Linked DNA regions of Macaca mulatta: region 2 is linked to region 1. Evidence: chromatin contacts called from public Hi-C data. All regions are on one chromosome and are shown on one strand. The core of a region is the stretch at or near the end of the contact, and the rest is flanking DNA. Distances in the headings are between cores, read along the strand shown. Region 1 holds the start of LOC144329789. Region 2 holds the start of PCNX1 (pecanex 1).

Region 1 (3,418 bases), core at 587-3,086:
ACCGATGGACCCAAGAATGTCAATTATTTCTGCTGTTATTCCCTCCAACCCCAGCTGTCCTTTCACAGAAGCAAGGTGGTTGACACCAGAAGAGCCGGTGCGAAAGTTTGGCTTGTTTTAATAGAAAACCCACACTCGCTGAGAAAGTGGATTCTGAGTGGGAAAAGCTTTGGAGTCAGGAGCAGGAACCCCTGTGGTCTTGGGCTTCTGTTGCTTAGTACTGTTCCTTAGTACTTAGCTACATTGAATAACCACCCTGGGCTTCCGTTTCCTGATCAGTGAAATTGGCTACAAAGGTCCCAACCAGGTAGTACCATCCCTTCTGCCTTTATTGAGGGCTCGCTATGTTCTAGGCGCTGCTCTTAGAGCTGCCTCTGGATTATCTCAGTTAATCTCTAAGCTAGTTTAGGAAGTAGTTAGGATTATTTAAAATCTCCATTTTGCACTTGAAGAAACTGAGACTTAACAGAGAGGCTAAGTAAATTGTCCTAGACCACACAGTGAGTCACAGCAGAACTGGAGAGAACTGAGATTCAACTCAGGCAACCTGGTTCCAGAGTCTGTATATGTATATTTTTTAATAGACAAGGTCTTACTCTATCTCCCAGGCTGAAGTGCAGTGGCGCAGTGTTGCCATAGCTCACTGTAACTTTGAATTCTTGGTCGCTGGGACCACAGGTGTGCACCACTATATCTGGCAAAGTTTTTAATTTTTATAGAGACAGGGAGGGACTCACTTTGTGGCCCAGGTTGGTCTTGAACTTCTGTCCTCAAGAGATCCTCCTGCTTTGGCCTACCAAAGCATTGGGATTATAGACATGAGTCACTGAGCCTGGCCTCAGAGTCTGTATGTACTCTTAGTCAGTATACCGGCACCTGTCTGTAAAAGTGTTTTCTGAACTCTAAAATATTATATAAATGTTGGCTGTGATTACAGTGAGTGGTACAGCTGGTAGGTCGGTGGGTTCGTCTTTGCGTACTAATGGATGGTATATCTATCAGTGCCTAACCTACTCCCTAGTACTCAATAAGCTCTCAGTCACTCTGCCATCCCTTGCCCACATCCCAAGAAGGAGTGTATCCATGCAAAAGAATGGCAATTCCATCACGTACAGAGCAGGGGAAGAGGGCAGACTATAAAATACTGAGGAGACAGATCATGAAGCTGCAAGCAATTGCACCTGACATCAACAAAACCCAAGGAAGCAAAGATAGAAAGGCTTCGGATTGGAATGTCCCCTACTTTTCATAAAACACAAAGCACGGGAGAGTTTCCCTGATGTTCCACCGGCCCAACAGGCTGCTCTCTGGGGCTCCCACTGACTTCACAAAGGGTTCCACCCAGTAACCCAGAGAACAGGCAAGTGTCTTAGAGGTCTCATCAGTGTCAGGAGACTCGTGTTTGTGAGCAAAAGATTCACAGCCTTCAACTAGGAAAGGCAGAGCCATTTAAAATGTCTCATTGAGTAGAAATGTGGAAAACCACATGTTAAAGTAGAAAGTATTTTATCATTTGAGTCTTAATGTTTTCTACTCATTATTGCGCCCTTAGTCATTTTATAGAGTTAAGGTTCTCAGGGACTAGACTGTTGTCGTCTAACAGTTCTTGAAAGAACTCCAGACGACGTAATCAACTGCCCACTTGACATCTCCACTTGGGTATAGAACAGTGATCTCAAACTTATCATGTCTAACATTAAACTGCTGAGATTTGCCCCCAAACCAGCTTTTCCCACATTCTCCATAAATGGCAATGCTAGCCTTCCAGTCGCTCAAACCAAAAACTTTGATGTCATCCTTGACTCCTCTCTTTCTTTTGTTCCCTTTCTGATTCATCAGCAAACCTGGTTGGTCTAGCCTCAAAATGTATTTCTAAATTCTGACTACTTTTCACCATACCCATTGTCACCTCCCTTTTCTAATTTGCTGTTATCCCGTGACAGGCTTATTGAATAGCCCCTTCCTTCTCACAGTCCCCGCACTTGATTTCTGAAGCCTGTTGCAAACCCAGTAGCCAGAGTGATCTTGTTGAAAAGGCAGACCACACCACTCCTCTGCTCATTAAAATCGTCAGTGTGGCAGGGCATGGTAGCTCACATGTGTAATCCCAGTACTTTGGGAGGCCACGGCAGGAGAATTGCTTGAGCCCAAGAGTTCGAGACAGTTTGGGCAACATAGTGAGACCTTGTCTCTACGAAAAACAAAACAAAACAACAACAAAAATTAGCTGGGTGTGATGGCACATGCATGTAGTCCCAGCTACTCAGGAGGCCGAGGTGGGAGAATCGCTTGAGCCCAGCAGGTTGAGGCTGTAATGGGCCGAGATCACACCATTGCACTCCAGTCTGGGCAACAAAGTGAGACCCTGTCTCAGAAAAAAACAAAAAACAAAAACAAACCTCTTCAATAGGCTGTCTCATTTAAAGTAAAACCAAAGTCCTCCTTTGACCTGAAGGACCCCATGTGAATAGGACACCCTACCTCTTGTAGCTCTTACCACCCTTGAGTTTGCTATCTTTTCGTGAATACACAGGCATTTTCCTGTCTTAGGGCTTTGCACTACAGTGCAGTTTGCCTGAATGCTCTTCCCCTGTATCTGTATGGCTGGTTTCCTAAATTCTTTCAGGTGTCTTTATTCAAAAGTCACCTTGTTGGCCGGGTGCCATGGCTAACCCCTGTAATCCCAGCACTTTGGGAGGCCGAGGTAGGTGGATCACCTGAGGTCAGGAGTTCGAGACCAGCCTGGCCAACAAGGTGAAACCCCGTCTCTACTAAAAATACAAAAATTAGCTGGGCATGGTTGCACACGCCTGTAGTCTCAGCTACTTGGGAGGTTGAGGAAGGAAAATCACTTGAACTGGGAGGTGGAGGCTGCAGTGAGCTGAGATCGTGCCGCTGCACTCCAGCCTGGGCCACAGAGTGAGACTCCATCTCAAAAAAAAAAAAAAAAAAGTCACCAGTTACCTTGTCAATGAGTTTTTCTCTGGCCACTCCAAAAAGTAGCCCCTCCTAATGTTTCACATCCCCCCTTCCCTTTCTTTTCTTCTTTGCATTTACCCCTCTCTAATCTGATATTATGTGTTTAATTGCTTACTTTGTTTCCCCTATTAGAACATGAGCTTTATGAAGGGAAGAGATGAAGGGATTTTTGCAGGAAGGGATTTTTGTTTGCTTTGTTCACTATTTTATCTCTAGTGCCTTGAATGGTGTCTGACACGTGGTAGACACATGTATAAATATTTGCTGAATAAACGAATGAGTAGAATAAAAGACGAAGGACCCCAAATTAGCGCGGACCTTTTAGCAAGTCACTTATCCTCTCTACACTTCAGTTTCTTTGAATGTGAAATTGAGTTTTGCATTAAGACAGCTCCCAGTTTCCCTCCAGCTATGTGCAGACATCTGTGAGTTAACTTGA
Region 2 (3,418 bases), core at 560-3,059, 81 kb before region 1:
CTCTAATATTCTTTCAGCAACATTTGCTAATTACACAAAGAGACTTAACCATGACCACACAGTTTACTGCAAGTGTTAACAAAGAAATCTTATACTGGACCCAGAAACTAATCCTTACCTCTCAAAAATCATTTTCAGTTTTAAATCTGCAATTCTTCTGGACATAAAAGATACCTGCTTTGAAAATGCTGTGACAGCCTGAGGATTCTTACACCCAAAGTAATTAACCCGTTCATTAATGATGTCATATTCCTGGAAGGTATAGTAGTGCAAATAGAACTCCCTAGGCCAGAATTAATTGAAAATTATAACACTTCACGATAAATGTTCAGAATGCAACAAGACTGAACAAGTCCCCCTAATAAAATAAGCCACAAGCCATCAGCATTTCTTAATTGCTTTTTTTTTTAACCTCAAACAATAAGTCCCTTCAAAACAATTTCAAGGAAAAATGTGAATCTGCTTGAGAATGTGAAATTTAGCACATCTTCCCCCAAGCAATTTTCCTGCCAATTAGTGAAACTGAGCTTCACTTAGGGAAGAATTGGGTGTCCTCACCTTTTGCACTTCTCATAGTGGTACTCCGGGATTTTCTAACTCAGCACCCTGTCTCTAGCTCCACGAAGAACCTCAAAGTTAGCAGAAATATATTCAAACGAATTCTCCTAAAATAAAAAGCTCGGATCCTTTCCTCCCCTCTGACTACTTTAAAATTTTGTAAGAAGCTTTAAGTATCATCTCTGTCCACAAGAGTTTCCCTAACGCCCCACCCTAACCTAAAGTGCTTTAAAAACTGTGCTTAACAACTTTCAATGTCGCTTTAAAAACAGAGATGATTCAGAGAAGCTGATCGCACCGAATTCAGCAACAGGCAGTACTCTCCCTATTCCTATCCGCCAAAGGCCTTGAACCAACCCAAACAAATTCGCTGAAAGGCCAGCCAGATTCCCCGTATCTCCCCGCTCCCTCCCCCAGGGAGGCCAGGAAGCACCACGGCCACCAACCCCCGGGCTGAACAGAAAAGATCCGCTGCGAAGCACAACAACGGTTTTTTAGAGGCAGGAAGGTTCCGAGCTGGGTTTTCAGTCACCACCCAGGACCCCTGGAGGACGACCCCCACACGCACTCAGAGCAGAGCAGCACGGTCCCCCGCGCTCCGCACGCGGATTACCGGCGAGGCGGCGGGCGGCCTCTCCCGGGAGCCCCGGGCGAGGGCCGCGGCGGGGGCGGGCAGTGCCCGGTGCCCAAGGAACCCAGCGAGCCAAGGATGGATGCGGCGTCCCCTAAAGGCGCAGAGCGCTCGGCGCCTGCCACACAGCCCCACGGGCGGTGGGCCCCGACGGGGAAGGCCTAGCCGAGTGGCCGTGGGAGGAAACCCCAAGAAGGGGCCTAGGACGCTGCCGCTTCCCAATGAGCGGGCGGGGGCAGCCGGCGCGAGCTGCCGTGGGCTCGTTGCTCGTGTCACCGCCGAAACCGGGGAAGCCCCGAAGAGAGGAGTGGGAGCACGCAGCGCGGGCGGGGGAGCCTCACACCGAGCGGGTGGCGGCCCCCAGGGGACGAGACCCCGAGGAAGAGGAAGAGGGCGCGACCCCAGCAACGCCCCACCGGTTCGCGGGGAAGGAGCCACCCGCTCCCCGCCCCCACACTCACCATGTAAAGGGTGAAGGGCAGGCCCAGCAGAAAGAGCCACAGGTAGAGGTGCAGCGCGTTCACGAAGGTGGCCTGGTGCGGGTCGTAGTACCAGCCCCCGCTGAGCGCGGCCCACACCCCCTGTCGGAGGATCTGCAGCGTCTGCGACCCCATCCCCACCCGGCGCCGCCGCCGCCGCCGCCGCCGCCGTCCCCGCCCCGGCCCCAGCTCGGCCTCGATCGCCGGAGCCTGCAGCTGCCCCGTCTATCCCCCTCCGGAGCTCCGGGAGAGCGAGCCGGCGCCTCGGCGGTCGCTGGTGCTGCTGCAGGAGGAGGAGGCAGCGAACGAGGAGGAGGAGACCCGGGAGGAGGAGGCGGCGAGCGGCGGGGCGGAGGACGGCGGAGAGGAGGAGACCGGCCTCCGGAGTGCCGCCGCCATCTTGTCTCCTAACACCCGGAGCCGCGGCCCGGCCCCCGCCACCCGCGGCCCGCCAGCGCCCCCGCTGCCGCCGCCGCGACCCCCGCCGGCCGCCAGCCTTGGGCCCGGCAGAGATGGAGGCCCGGCGCCCGGGAGCGACGGAGAGGAAGCCGCGCCCCCTCCAGCTCCTCCTCTCCGCTCCCTCCGCCCCCTGGGCCGGCTACCCGCGGGTGCGCGCCGCGCCTGGGCCGCCGCGGGCGCCTCCTGCTGACGTCCGGGGGAAGCGCGCGACAACGCGGCACGGGGCCGGGGCCCCGGGGACTGCGGAGGTGCGGAGACGCGGCTGGCAGGTCCAGGAGACCCCATTCTGCCCGTGGTAGACTCCCTGGCAAGTTCACCTACCAGTCTCTAACCGGGGTCTTTCCGACTTCGAAACTAACCTTGACTCCAGAAAAGCGTCCCGCCTGTCATTTATGATGTTTATGAAAGACCTAGGAACAACTGAAGCTAACCACCTGAGATACTGAAGGCCTGGAAGAATACTGAAGGCTGATGACACTGTTGAAAAGTCATAAACGCATCCAAGTTCAGCAAGAACTGTGTTGGCCTGTGTGTGAGGAAAAAATAGCCACTTCCAGATTGGGAGAATGTACTACTTCCAAAAACGAGTTAATAGAAGTGGCACAGAACATGGAAGTACGGAGTGGACAGGTTACCATTTGAACGCGGTGATTGTATTTTTAAATGTGCTGTAACTAGCAGCCATTTTTATCAATGGGCCAATCTCAACAGGGTTGAAAAAGATTAACTGTGACTCCACCCCAAATTACAACAGGGTCTTGTAGGTCTCTTTTTATAGCTGTGAAAACGGAATCATTCTTGGCTCTGTGTAATGTTTATAAGGCGTGTCTGATCTCATTGAATAAAATTTTCTAAAAAAGAGTTTGAAGTTTGAGTTTATTGAAGTTTGGCTTTTATAGCAATAAAAGTACTCTGTATTCCCAGATTCAAGTTGCTATAATTAATGAGGGAAACAAGAGCCAAAGGAAATTGGTGATATTTTAAGAAGAGTAATGAAAAACCGTTACAATACCTCCCAGTGCCATACCACTTTATAGTTGCTCAAACACTGTCACACCCACTTCATTCAGACCTCAGGACAACCCTTTGAGGGCAGCATAGCAGCTATTGTTATTTTATGGATGAGAAAACCTGTAAACTCAAGTAAGTGATTGTCCAAATGCTTATGGCCACTTATTGCTCATAAGCAGTAAGTGGTTGAGAACTCTAAAACCAGCAGTCGTGCTAACTGCATGTACTGAACTTTGGAAGTTCATTTCTCAAGGCTCTCCACCTTGTTGTCCATTTCAGG

Evidence for each region. Hi-C and Micro-C count contacts between places; a contact is called where the count stands out from the background.
Region 2: a Hi-C map of fetal cortical plate shows a contact between it and region 1, with 2.3 times the contacts expected there. The contact joins the promoter of PCNX1 here to the promoter of LOC144329789 in region 1. A contact is called at or near these places in 5 of 14 Hi-C or Micro-C datasets (CD4 T cells, cortical neurons, fetal cortex germinal zone and 2 more).

What each region holds. Positions count from the first base shown.
Region 1 is chr7:143,966,844-143,970,261 of T2T-MMU8v2.0, reverse strand. It overlaps LOC144329789, which reads right to left and starts at 1,836. Exons shown (of 3, transcript XM_077938820.1): 1 at 1,602-1,836. The coding sequence starts at 1,836.
Region 2 is chr7:144,047,939-144,051,356 of T2T-MMU8v2.0, reverse strand. It overlaps PCNX1 (pecanex 1), which reads right to left and starts at 1,809. Exons shown (of 36, transcript NM_001260747.1): 1 at 1,651-1,809. The coding sequence starts at 1,803.